Linked DNA regions of Mus musculus: region 1 is linked to region 2. Evidence: chromatin contacts called from public Hi-C data. All regions are on one chromosome and are shown on one strand. Each heading gives the region's core, a stretch centred on a gene start, on an enhancer-like site or on the middle of the called end of the contact. The rest is flanking DNA. Distances are from core to core; before and after follow the strand shown.

The links. Hi-C and Micro-C count contacts between places; a contact is called where the count stands out from the background.
Region 1: a contact with region 2 is called in a Hi-C map of liver, with 2.7 times the contacts expected there. The contact joins the enhancer-like site here to the promoter of A430048G15Rik in region 2. A contact is called at or near these places in 10 of 484 Hi-C or Micro-C datasets (the MNK3 cell line, bone marrow-derived macrophages, embryonic fibroblasts and 5 more), 1 of 115 datasets of contacts at active chromatin or transcription factors (intestinal villus epithelium) and 1 of 9 other capture datasets (embryonic stem cells).

What each region holds. Positions count from the first base shown.
Region 1 is chr2:133,494,498-133,501,115 of GRCm38.p6, forward strand. No RefSeq gene overlaps it. Among named protein-coding and RNA genes, the nearest start is that of Gm14100, 35 kb to the left of the region's middle. Within about 2 kb of position 3,859, at least 53 of the 459 cell types and tissues checked have an H3K27ac peak or open chromatin away from gene starts, as enhancers often do. A contact at or near this core is called in bone marrow-derived macrophages, intestinal villus epithelium, liver and 3 more, where this site is marked.
Region 2 is chr2:133,428,154-133,435,113 of GRCm38.p6, forward strand. It overlaps A430048G15Rik (a long non-coding RNA gene), which reads left to right and starts at 3,944. Exons shown (of 4, transcript XR_001783619.1): 1 at 3,944-4,052. It overlaps Gm31851 (a long non-coding RNA gene), which reads right to left and starts at 1,705. Exons shown (of 3, transcript XR_866756.2): 1 at 1,521-1,705; 2 at 794-950.

The DNA of each region.
Region 1 (6,618 bases), core at 2,609-5,108, 66 kb after region 2:
GGCCAGGGGTGACCATCAGATCGCTCAGGAAGGAAAGAACATGTTGATGAAGTGGTGACCTGCAAGCCCCTGGCACAGGTGTCCAACCACTTCAGTCCTGAGAGACTGGGATTGAATTTCTAGGGTTGCTTGAGAGGGCTCAGGACATGCTGCGGGGTAAAAGGAAGGACATGAGGTGAGGCAAAGGTTTCTGCCATGTTACTGAAAGACACATGATAGCTCAACAGGGAACCAAGAGTCAGGTTTAATATTGTCGCTGCCCCACACTTAATAATTGAGGTCAATGGTTTATCGAGTCCTTCCAGAGGGCCACAGAAAGGCCAGGAGGCAGAGCAGAAGGCAGCAGAACAGGCTGAGCTATAGGAAACAGAATAAAAGCTCACACAAGCCAGTCTACCTGCTGATATCACTAGGAGGCACACCTAATAGGCCTGAACCCAGGTTTTGCAGGCTGCTGGATTTGCTTCTTGCATAGGTCTCGAGGAGCCTCTCAAAGCATGCCTTTTCCCAACACAAGAGTTACGTTAGCACAGATGCTTAATTGCATGAATTTCCACGGATGGTCATAAGGCAGAGTTAGACACAGCACAGAGACCAGTGGTTCTCCACCTACCTACTGCTGAGACCCAACACTTCTTCATGTTGGGGTGACCCCCAACCATAAAATTATTTTTGTTGCCATTTCATAACTGTAAATTTTCTACTTATGAATTGTAACATAAGTATCTGATATACAGGATGGTTGATATTCGATCCTCAAAGGGTTCGAGGTCTACAGGTTGACAACCGTTCCTTTATATGATGGTGTGTGTGTATGTAATGAAAAGGGGAACAAGGCTAGAGACCCAGGATATATTTGGATTTGAGCAGCTGCTCTGGAACCTTGGAAAGAAAAGTTGACTCTCCCATGGAGGCTCAAGTGCAGGGTGTAAGATGGCACTAACTGAGGCAGGGAGGCCTTTCAGTTTGTGAGGTGGGAATTCACAGGATGGTTCACAGGAAGCCATATGATACAGTTTCTCTCCGGACACTTTGCCTATGCTAACTGTGGAACTAGAAAACACAACAGGAAAGAAACTTCTGATAGCAAAGGGGCAGAAACGGGAAGGGCATTCAGAGGTCAGTCACTATGACGGGCTTTGTGGCCTTGTTGGTGGTACAGAGGGTGTATTTTTGGCCTATGGGTCTTGTGAGCTGAAAGAAATCAGGAAAGGGAAGCTGAGAGTTCAATCCTGTATAGATTGGGGGTTTAATTGCACTGTTTGTAAGTAAAAAAACTGTCAAGGCTTTCCAACAACCTTGAAAGTGCTGGCATTAATGGATAGATGTCCTGAGCCCAGAGAGAGGCTCTGCTCTTTGGCTCCTCGAAGGTCATCTGCATTTAGGGACAGAGGCTTGGAATGTTCCAGAAATCCCTTTAGCAGGAAAGAAGCAGCCTTCCCCCCAACTATCCAACAACTATGGAATATACTAAATCTCAACCACAGGGAGAGCAACTGTGAAGCCTAGGCCGCTGGGGCCCACACTGGGGCCCTTTGCTCTGCCTGTATCAGCAGCTGTTGGTCGGCATGATGCTATGAACTCATCCCTCCTATCTGTTTTGTGTTCTGGGAAGTGAAGCACATTTAAATCCAAAGGGCTAAGTACCAAGTTGCTTTTTCTAAGGACTCAAACTTGATTAGTTTTTGTTTTCTTAACCTTTGACCTGTCACCCATTCTACTTTGGATAGATAGATGTCTAGAGAATATTATGATTATTTGCATTTTTGAAATGATAAAATCCAGTGGTCGATACCTATTGAAATGATTTGCAGGATCAAAGAACAATGTTTAGAAAATGCTGACAGTAGGCTCATGACAACTATTGATTTTTTTCTATTAATTATTGCTATTGATTTACTTTTAAATAGAAAACACTGCTGTGGGCATGACATTATTATGAACTGTATTATAAATCAGGGACCAAGAAAATGTCCTAATCATGGAAGGCCTAGAGCAAGGTGTAGACTCCCTTCTTTCTGATGGATGAGCTGTTCATGCCTCAGTCTAGGTTCCTAACACACAAGTATTTGTTCAGCTCTATCACAAGTGGCCTGGGGTGTAGTCACAAGTGGGCTGGGGTGCAGTTCAGGCTAAGTGTGTGCTTAGTAGGCACAAGGCCCAGAGTTCACTCCCTAGCACCAAAGGGCTAAAGTTACTCTATTATCAATGTGCTATAGCTTCCTTTATGGAAAGAGGAAAGTGCACAAATCAATGTGATTTGTAAGAATGCACAAATGAATGGAAGAACTTATTTTTGTGATATCTGTTTTCCTCTTGGTCAGATTTTTATTTTGTTTCTCCAGCCGTTTCTCCTGTGGAAGAAGCCATCCTATATAATTGACATTGAAAATGAGTCATGCAACAAGTCTTACTGCTTTCCTTTTGAGAGATATTTTTATTAATTTAGTTTTGTTTCCATAAATTTTAGCAACAGGAAGATATGGACTTGTGGCAGCCACAGGGATGTGATCAAACAGATACATGAATCCCTTGTTTGTCTGTTAGCAAACACCATGTGGAAACTGACACAGCCCTCATAGGCTCTCTAGACAGATTGACTGTCAAGGAGTTTTTTTCTTCTTTTATTTTCTTTCTAAAGCTGATTATGCTGACATGTCAAGATGGACAACAGACTGCTGGAGGAAGGCCCGAGTTGCATATTGACCATGTATTATTATTGTGAAAGCATGAAGCTGGCAGGGAGAAGAGTCAGGGTTTGGAGAGGTCTTGCCTCACCTGTACAAACTTGGACTACATTGCCAAAGAGGCCCACACGCCATCACTTAGCAGTTCTCTCAGAATGAGTTACAGATCAAGGAAATAAATCCTAGCCACAGTTAGCACTGGGCATCGCTAGTAATATATGATTGAGAAACATCAAGCTTTTGAAAGATATGATGTCTCCTCTAACATTGCTGATGGCGTGCTATGAACTAACTTAGAGTCATTCAGTCCACCCATTCTCCTCCTCCCATCTTTCCAAATTGAATCTATTACATCCTTGGATTTATCAAAGCATTCTCAAACACTGAGCTGTGAGGGTGATGAGCTCTTGGTGACTGGAAAGGGACTCTATCAGCAGCACAGGGTTTCAAGCTAATTTGATTAGGATACCAAACTGCTTTCTGTTAAGGAGCCTACCCCTTTAGGAAGGGAAACGATCTAACCTTCTTGGCCCTCCATTTCCTTCTTTGTAAACAAATGGATAAGGCACTATCTGGTCATTTCCAGTTCTGCCTCAGAAAAAAGTCAAAGTCATTTGACAGTGTCGAGGGCTTGCTTCTCTGCTTGGTGAGATAGGTGCTCTGAGCTTATGTTGCCTTCTTTTAAAATGTGCTCATCCTTCCTGCTTCTCAGTTCTCCCTACCTTTCCATCGACTTTCTCCTCACAGCTGCACAGTAAAAACCATACAAAGGGAAGGAAGCTGCGTCTCATGGCCTCGGGTCCTGTTGTGTTTTCCCCAACAGACTTAGTTGGAAGACAGCAAGGCTTGTCTCGCAACTTCCCGTTTTCTTTATGGTTTCGTCTGACTTACATTTTCTCTTAAGTTGCTTTCTGTAACTGACTTTCATTTATTCCAATTCAGGAAATAATTTAGTTCATTATCCCACATGCAGGAAAAATGATAGTAATGTGTGCTTTCTTCTTAGATGCTGCACATTAGCGAAGTCCATTTGGGTTTCCCTGAGACAAGTTGCCTCAGCCAACTTGCCGTATGGATGTTTTAACAACTTCATATGACTATTAATCATGGGCCTAAAGGAAACAAACCAACCTGAGGTGGAATTCAGCTCAGCAAATGTTTGCTCAGTAGCTCTCATGGGCCAGGTCTGGGTGCTAGGTGTACAGAGGGTACAAAGATGAGTATATCAGAACCAGTGACAGAAGAAGCCAGAGAAGGTGGGTGAACATTTGCTTAATGTGTCAGTTGACTTGTATGCCCCAAGAGCATTGTATGCTTGGCCAGCTGAATCCAGAGAAAGTTGTGGGTGGGTTCATTGTGGCTTGTTTGGTAAAATATTCAGGATCTGTAAAGGTGATGTTTTTCAAGCCCTGGATCGCTTCAGTGGGAACAGTCAGCCCTTCCTCCTTTGGCTATGTGGAGCCATGGAAGGTTTTCCCCGATGCCACTGTTGCTTTGGAAGGATGAACAGCAGGAGTGTGTGGAGTAGTGAGTGGGCAGGCTGGGAGGCTGGGAGAGACTTTTCCCTGTCCTGCTCTTGATTGAAGCACCTCTTGCCAATCCCTACTCCATGTGGTTGCAGCAGCTCATGGCTATAAAAATGTGTTGACCCAAGAGGTTTAATATTAACCAAAGTTATAGTCAAAGTCAATTCAGAGGATTCAAGAAAAAAAAAACCTGATGCTAATAGAGAAATAGAAGTCAATATTTGTAATGTGAGTCACAGGCTTGAAATAGAAAGCTAAAACACATCGGCACTGCAGTTCCCAGCGGGCCATGGGCTACACAGCCAGCAGGTCTGCAAACTAGGCTGACCACCCTCCAGGGCTATTTTAAAACCTCCTCTGGCCCCTTCCTCTAATTGCTAAATTCCAGAGGCTGCTATTCCCGGGGAGCTCACCAGATAGCCAGCCCTGGTGACATCATGGCTGCTTTTGAGTGGGTCAATGGAAAAAAGATTTTTTCCCCCAGCTGTGAGTAACCTTTCTCTCTAGTGACGTGACATGGAACTAACTTATCATGATTTTATTTTGTGATCTACAGTTCACTTCACAGAGGTCATCATTGCTAAGGCCTAATCTTTGCTTGTTACCTAATTGGAGAAGGCAAGTGGGAAGAGAGAGAAAGAAAACAGGAATAGCCAAAATTAGAAATGCCTTTTTGTTTTGCTAAATATTTGATATATTAATACTAGAAGGGGGCATGTTTCCCTCTCAGCGACCTTGACAGAACGGGAGCTTCTAGAATTTTCTTGATAAGATTAGCTCCATGGCTACGTGTAATGAAGCTTTGTCCTGCCTCTGATGTCAATCTTCAACTGACTACTTTAATAACAAACTCTTAAAGAGTGAGAGAATTAATAAAAATGAAGGAGAAAAGGGACAGGACATCATGAGCCTACCCTATGAATACAGTGCTTTGCCTACTGTGGGAATAGAATATCCACCAAAAAAGGCAAAATTTAGCTGTTCCAACATATTGAAATAACCCAAGACCAGATAATGTCTTCTCATAGAACAACTCATTAAAATTTGAGGCAGGCTCAACATAGTCTCAAGTTTACAACTCAAACTATTGCTTCAATGAATCCTCTGGAGACCTAAGCAAGGTACATTACCTCATTCTTTCTTGGTCCCCTTTTATTTGGTATCTAGGAATCCCAGTTTGCAAAACTCAGCTTGGACAATGTCTTCTTAAAGTAGAAGCTATCCTTCCTGGTGATGAGATTAAAGATGGTCAGGCAAGGAAGAAACAGAAATGGTCATAGTTGGGTCAGAACAAAGATAACTACAGCTGACGAATCAAGGTAGGCAAGCAGCCAAAATGTGTTGCCTTGAAGTTAGTAATTTTTCTTCCCTTTGAGTACAGAGCTCACCAAGGCCGTGTAGTTTATCTTAAGTCACCTATCCCTGACCCAGCATCTGCTTCCTCATCAGCGTGATGGAATGATCATAGCCACATCTCCCTCAGCATGTTTGGAGAAGTAATTAATGCTTGCCAGGTGTTTTGAGAGCATTGATAAAAGACACTCTACCTACCCAGGGTGTCATTAGATTGTTTTATTTTCCTCTCCATAGCCAAGATCCAGTCTCTGATAATTTAGAAATGAGACAAATTAGAAAAATGTCAACCATGATGAAAGCCACCTTAACAATTGAATTTCTGTTGAATTACACTCACAAGAAGTGGGAAGCCACAATTGTCTTCAGATTCAACCATGAGGTTACTTTTTAAGGATCTATTTAAACCTCTTTAAAAGTAGTAAGTTATTAAAGGCAGGTGATGTGCTTCCGTTATCCATCAAAAATGGACTTTGTAAGTGGCCTCAGACATGCCAAAGATACACATGATTTTGTGTAGATTTCTTTCTGTTTCTGTAGAACACTGAGTATCTCATTGGCTGGTAGACAGGATGTATAGCAACTAGTAATTTCAGCATATTATACTCGTGTGAAAATTGGATTGCAACCAAAATGCTTCAGGATAGATCCTCCTCTTACAAAACAGAATATGATACATGTGACATGTAAATTAAGAGAGATTTTATTTCCCCCCAAGGAAGAGGCATTGGCCTGAATGCTTGCATGCTTATTATAGGATACTTCCATCATATCTTTCGAAAGAAAGGTGGAGATGACCAAAGGGCAGAAGGTCACCTACGTAGTAAGGTCCACGTGAGATGTTAATTAAAATGGAATGTATAAGGAGGATACATATGCACTAACCACATAATTCTCCTGTCGCTTACTCTAAATTGATCTTTATCTTCTTTGAGATTTTTCTAAAGACCATCCCTTCTGTTTAATTATGAATTTTGTATAAAACATTTATAGATAGAAATTAGGGCATTGGCAAATATCTTAAAATGAGTAGGAAGTTTTGTTAACCTGTG
Region 2 (6,960 bases), core at 2,694-5,193:
GCTATGTGTATTTCTTAGGACCATCATTTTATACATATTTATGGTTTTTTTCTCTCTCTCTGTCACCACACCCTCTGTCTCTTCTGCAAAATCTTCTCTGACTTTTTGTCACTTCCCTCACAAGATGCTCAATGTCCTAGTGATTCTGGCCTACCAATCTGGGAAACAAGGGTCTTTACTTTCCAACCTATGGACTAAGACATTAGAAGTGATTCTGTTTTTTTCAAGCATCAAGCATGAGTCTGCAAAATGAGTTCAGTCCGACGTCTCTGTTTCTCTCTAGGGAACATATGATAAAAATAGCAAATGGCTTGCCTGCTAAAGGAGAAAAGATTTTGGGACAAGAGAAGGGGGCAAAGAGAGGAGTGGGTGGGGCAAATATAACCAGAATTCATTGTGTATTGTTAGTACATAATGAAATGCATTCTTTTGTACAACTTACACATGTAAGTAAAAAGGACTACTATTAATAAAAAATGTTACATCCACTAGACACATAGGCATATTCAATTGTCCTTGGTTCAGGGACTGTCCCAGCTCTAGACAGAAACCTAGAAAGGATGCTACACCTGGAAACAACAGTCACAGTTTCATGATCCAAAATAATAAATAATTATTGTATTTAGAATATATTCCAGCTGTGCTGCTGGCCCTATTTTCATTAGTTTAAAGATAGTGGCCGGCTGGACTCCCAGAACAGTAGTCAATCAACTCTCAAGTCATCTCTTTAAGAAAATGAGAACAAAATAGAGTTTTGCAGAGAGCAATGGCAAGGACCATTTAACCCACTGACCCTGCTGAAGCCAGGCCTTGTGTTTGCAGAGCCACTTTTGTTTCCTTTCTACTTTTGCATTTTTAGGTCTCCTCTTGCTGTTGTCTGCATGCCCATGTTCAGATGGATGCAGAGGTTCTATAACGCTGAAGTTTATGTGCAGTATTCCCTTATGGTGCTGAAGAAGAGGGAGAGATAGAAATAGCTCTGAACATGGACTTCTTCATGGGCAAAACTAAATCACCAGAAGTTGTACATTTTAAGAAATCAAGACTGCAGCATTTATATATCACCCTGCACCAGTAAGGTCTCCTGGTAAATTTTTGTTTTGTTTTTAAACAAATGCTTTGCTTGCCCCCTCCCTTCTGTTGCATTTGCTCTGGTTACCTTGTCATTTGGTAAATGGTGATAGTATGATCAATCAAAATCTCCTTTTATTATTCTTGAAATACATAAAACATCCCCCCTCCCCATACAGGTCTACATATAGTCTTTGAATTACACAAATATGTGCCCTATAAACATGGCATTTCTACACATCCTGCTTTAACTTACTTCCCATAAAAGAAGAGAGAGAGAGAGAGAGAGAGAGAGAGAGAGAGAGAGAGAGAGCAAAACCTCATGTGGAGCCTTCTTAACTTTACAGCTGAGAAGGAATGTCTTCTGATATGCCTGTGCTTTGATTAGCTTATCTCCACCCACAACTTCCCAACTCTACAGACCAGCTTCTAGATCCCTGCATCCAAACCTTCTGCCTCTCTACTAACTCATGAAGCCTTCATGTCAGGAACCATGGGACTCATTTACACGCTGACTTCCCTGCCTTCCTGGTTGTCACTCCAGCACTTCTGATAGTGGGTAGTTCTGCGAGGCATCCCTCTGCTGGGGTGTGAGGCAGGAATGCACAGCACCTAGTTGCAGAGGAGTTCCCAGGCTTGGGGTGGAATGGTGCAAGATGTCCTTAGGTCCAGATGTTGTTGGGGGAGATAAGTCTGACCACACAGAGAGATGGGCTTGGCCTGGGCTTTCCAGATAAGGGAGGTGAGACTGATGGCCACTGGAGGTGGGGTTTTGCAAGTTTGGTTCTTTCAGATGAGTGTGAGACATGGCACCCAGTGTTTTAAAGTTATCAGCCCTATTAAAATGATTAATAAGAAATGAAACCTGAATTAAAGTACTAGGGATACAGTTTAGTGGTATAGTGCTTGCCCAGCATGCATGAAACTATGGGTTCAATAATCCAGCAAACTAATTACATAGGAAACAAAAATCATGAAACACTTTCTTTGGGCTTGCGAGACCAGATGGTTTGTTGAAAGGTACTACCATCTACCAAACGTGACTACCTAAGTTGGATCCCAGGAGTGTATAAGATGGCAGGAAAGAACCAGTTCCTACCAGTTTCCCCCTAATCACCACACGTGCACGAGCCGTTCAAACTTGAGTCTCCTTGTCGCTAATATTTGGTTTCTCTAAATCTCAATATTATGCTAACTTTATATATCATGTTAAAATCAGTGGAGTTATAGTGTGACCACCAAGTCATTCCCACCGAAATGTATAATATATAAATAAATGAATAAATAAATAAGTAAATCTATCAAGTTTGTAGAGCAAGCCTGGCCAGCAGATTGCTTGCTGTGTGTAGTTTAGACTAGACAACAACTGATGCCTTTGGAAATATGTAGAGATTATTTCAGCTCTTTTAGGAACCATGACAATTCTACCAGCAAAAGCCTGTATCATACTATTGGGCAAAAGGGTCACAAAACTAAACCAATTATTCAGTTGCTTCTCAACAGGAGCCTTTCAGAGAAGATGAATCTTCCCTATTTAAGGAGAGGAACTCAAGACAGGAAGTTTGAGTGAAGTGTTAAAGTCATCTAGCAACAGAAAGTCACTGCCTCCAGCTATCTCTGCCCAGAGGAGAGCAATTAAACTATGTCCCCTGGGATTCTCCAGCCTCTAGATAGAAGCAGGATTCCATTGCTTGCTGCACTAACCCCACTAACACAAGCTCTTCTTATCTGCCAAATGCAGCTGCAGTTGAGTTCACTGGAAACATGTAATTGCTGTGAGAGTGTTCTGTGGCTATACGAGAGAATTAGAGGACATTTTGTATGAAGAACTAGGAAATAAAAACTTGAGTTTTTTTCCAAGTAATCACTTTACCTTTGAATCACATTTTATCTGGTGATGTTTAAGAGAATATTTGTGTCAAAAAAAATCTAGATAAAATTGCTTTCCTGATTTCAAAAATAGAGGAAAGAGTAAATATTCCTTTTTAACTGGTGTTGCCTTCGTTTGGGTCGAATTTAATGCAATTCTCCACCAGGTGTCGCTCTGGTGAAGACATGGTTCTCTTAAGGCTCTCCACCCACTTGTTTCTATGCTTGGGAATATTTTTGATAGATCCAGTCATTATTTCTAGGCTACACAGTCAAGAGAAAATGATTTACCATTATATATATATATAATTATATATATATTATATATTTATAATTATATATATATATATATATAAAAGATGGCTTGTAGACAGAAGGCAGGAAGGCAGATGACACCCAGCAGGCCTTGTATGAAGATCAATGGCCCCGGAAAGTATCAGGTCAATTCCTAAGTATCTAAGGAAGGACCAGAAATCACTGGTCTTGGAGGAATCTCCTGGGACTAGAATTAAGAATCTACATTCTTTAGAGACTCTCAGGCTTCCCTGGACCATATAAATAGAGTAAGTATGTGTGAGCCAAGGGGAGTGTGTGTATCAGGATTCGTGTTCAGGGAGCCAGTTAGTTCTTGATCTAGTCTCCTGAAGGTATACGAAAAGCTGTGTCCTCACAGTGCTCTGGGAGGAAGGTCTCTTGCTTTCTATAAATTTGAAACAGGCAGTGAGTCCTCAAGTATTAACAGCATTTGGCTTAGGTCATTTCTGGCCTTTCTCTGAGTTTCAATAACCCAGCATTGCTGGAATCCATCTTGAGGGTGTCTGAGTCTGGAGCAGCCAAAGGACCTGGAGTGCCTCTCTCCGTGTGTTCTGTCTTCATGTCTCTACGAGTTCCTAATGATTTTGTTGGGGCAGTCCCACTGAAGTCCAGCAACACCCTGTCTAGATTAGGTGGCATGCCATGTGACTAACCGGGTTCATGAGGCAGCAGAGCCTGAGACCGGCGAGAGAAACTGCACCGCCAGAACGCCTTGCCAAATCCCACAGGAGCTCAGTGGTGGAAGCAGGTGCTAATTATCGTTCGGATGAACAGGATATGCATTTTTTTGGGAGTGGGTAAGAATTTCTGGTTAGACAAGCTCCAGATTCTTTGGCCTACTTCGAAAGCACTGCCTTTGCCATCTGGGAGGACGAGGTTTGGTTTCCTGATGAGTACCTGCTCAGCCAAAATGGAAGGCTCAGCAAGGGGGTGGGGATACTCATTTGGAAGCCACTGTTATGCAGATAAAGGTTCCTTCCCAAACTAGGCCATGGGGCGTGTCAGTGCTCTCCTTTCTGGTTCAAGAAGAACTCTCTCTTAAACTTATTTTTATAAGACTAGGTATGGTAGCCCTGTGATGTAATTGGATAGATTACTGGCAGGAAAGAAGATTTTAAACTGTCCTAGATAGACAGTCTGAAGAAGGGGAGGAGCTTAGAGAAGGGTGGGGATTCTGACTGGGAACACAGCCAATGGGAAAACCCCGTTATTAAACCGAGCCCAGTTCACGCTTTCATCAGCAGGAGGGTTTAAATGTGTAGAGACGCTAGAAGTGGAGATCAGATAAGTCCTCCCGAGCTGGAGGCAAGGCTGTCCTTCAAAAGTATCTAAGTTGGGGTGTTGTTCAGGAAAAGGTTAGAATGGGGGTTTCCTTTCTTGGACTTTGGAAGATCTGGCCTGGTTCCTTTTTATAATGATCGGACTTCCTACCTTGATCAATGGTTCTCTCCCCTAGCTACATGGTAAAATCATCTTTAAAATGTTACCATCTCAACCCCACTTATCTCGATAAATTAGGATAAGGTTTCAGAGATACTGCTGCCCAGAAGTATTTCTCTCCTGGTGACTTCATCAGGGTGAAGAACCACTACTCTAGAATAATTATCTCTAAATATGGGGCCCACATGCTAATAGTCTCCTCCTCCCAAACCCACAGCATGTGTTGGACGATTACACCATTCTTCTGTATTTTGTAGGACATGTCTAAGTCTATGCTTCCAGTTATGGAGATGAGAGGAGCATTTGAGATGCTCACAGGGCACCTTCATTCTTTGGGTATTCAGAGAGCATCCTAGAACTAGAGTATGCGCATGTGCTTTGTGTTTCGAAGTGTCACGCTCATCCCCATCGCTCCATCTACTGCTCTCTTGGATCCATGCAGATGGAAACTGTAGCTATGCAACTCCAAGTCAGTGTTCTCGGAATAAATAAATCATCAGGTGAAACTAATCTACTGTGGTTGCAAGAAACTGATATAAGATTTGGGGTATTGTTTTTTTTTTTAAATTTCTCTGTGTTGGGGCTGAAGAATTAGCTCAACATCTAGGAACACTAATGGTTTTTGCAGAGCTCCTGAGTTGGATACCCAACCTCTATGTGGTAGTAGCCCACAAGAAGTAACTCTAGTCCCAGGGTAGCAGATTTTCTCTTCAGACCTCAGGCACACAAATGATGCCTGTACACACACACACACACACACACACACACACACACACACACACACACGCACACACGCACGCACGCACGCAAGTGCGTAAAACAATCCTACATACAAAATAATACGATAAACATATCTCTTAAGAAGTTATTTGGCTGTGTCAAAGTGATTAAGGAACCGTCAAACCTGGCTTTCTTTGTTGCTTTGTATTATTAAACAAAAATCCTCATTAAATATTATTACTTACTGTAACATGATAGGAAGATGTAAGCAGTGATTAGCAATTGATTATCGCTTCTATTTACATCTTCATTTATCGAATCAGTCTTTTAACTCTTCTTCCCGGGTGAAGAGTGTGTGCCTCTTTCTGTATATAGGAAGAAAGACAGAGGCTCTGTTCATCTTAAAGAGCCTACAAGAATCTACTCAGCCTACTACCAAGAAAGCTACGTGAAGTGATTTTAAGATTGTTGTACATGTATCAGAGTGGCCTGGGACACTTGGACACCTGGGACACCGCTTAAAAGGGAATACCTTCCAGACATGGTATTTAGAAAGAAAACTAAGGCCAACAGTGGGAGACTACTTTGGGTAAGGGGGAAACGATCAGTGACTCAAACACTCGGCACGTGAACAAACTAGGTACAGTAACTCTGGTGATCAGGGAGGAAGGCAACAGTGAGGCAGCTTCTGGAAGGTCAAGATGGACAGGTATGATGCGAAGGGACTAAGACCCAGGCCAGACACTAGACTAGAAGCATTCTGAGAGTAATGGAAGGAACCTGAAACCACCCATCCATAGGACTGAGAAAGCCAGGCTGAGGGATGTTAGGGAGCTGAGCAGGGGGTGAGTGGTCAGCAGTATCAAATGACATTGGCTGTTGTGGCAAAGACACAGGTCATGGGTGAGAGAGATGTGAAGTGATTCTAAGTGCTTTACACACAAGCTAAAAACAAATGATAAACCAATGGAAGGAGAGAGCATGGTGGCTAGAGGGAAATCTAGGATCAAGTTAAGACTTTTGTTTTTATTTATCCACATTATAGATTTTAGTTAGCGTACAGAGTAATGCATCTTGGTGACATTTTCATACATGTCAATCATCCTCCAAACTTTCTTCCCCTTGGCCTTCTCTTAAATAGTATCTCTCCTGCTTGAATTCCGTATATATTTTCTTTTTTCAATCTATATTCTGCATGGGAGATAAATACATAGTATTTGTTGTTCTGGGTCTGGCTTCTTTAGAATAATGATTTCCAGTTATATTGACTTTCCTAAAAGTGAGACAATTTCATTCTTCATTGAAGCTAAGCAAAACACTGTTTTGTATTTATGCTGTGCAAAGTGTGGCTTTTATAATGGAGGAGAATCTTTACTTGTGTAGGTAAACACCCAGTGCCTAGGGTGGGTGTGTGCTGTGTTTCACACCTTTGCGGGGCTCTCGGCTCTATGCACTTCTGTTACCAACTCCGTGAACTCATCTCTCTGAAGCATTCTGAATCTGACTACCAATTTCAGATGTGTTCTAAGCATAGTTGGTCTGTCA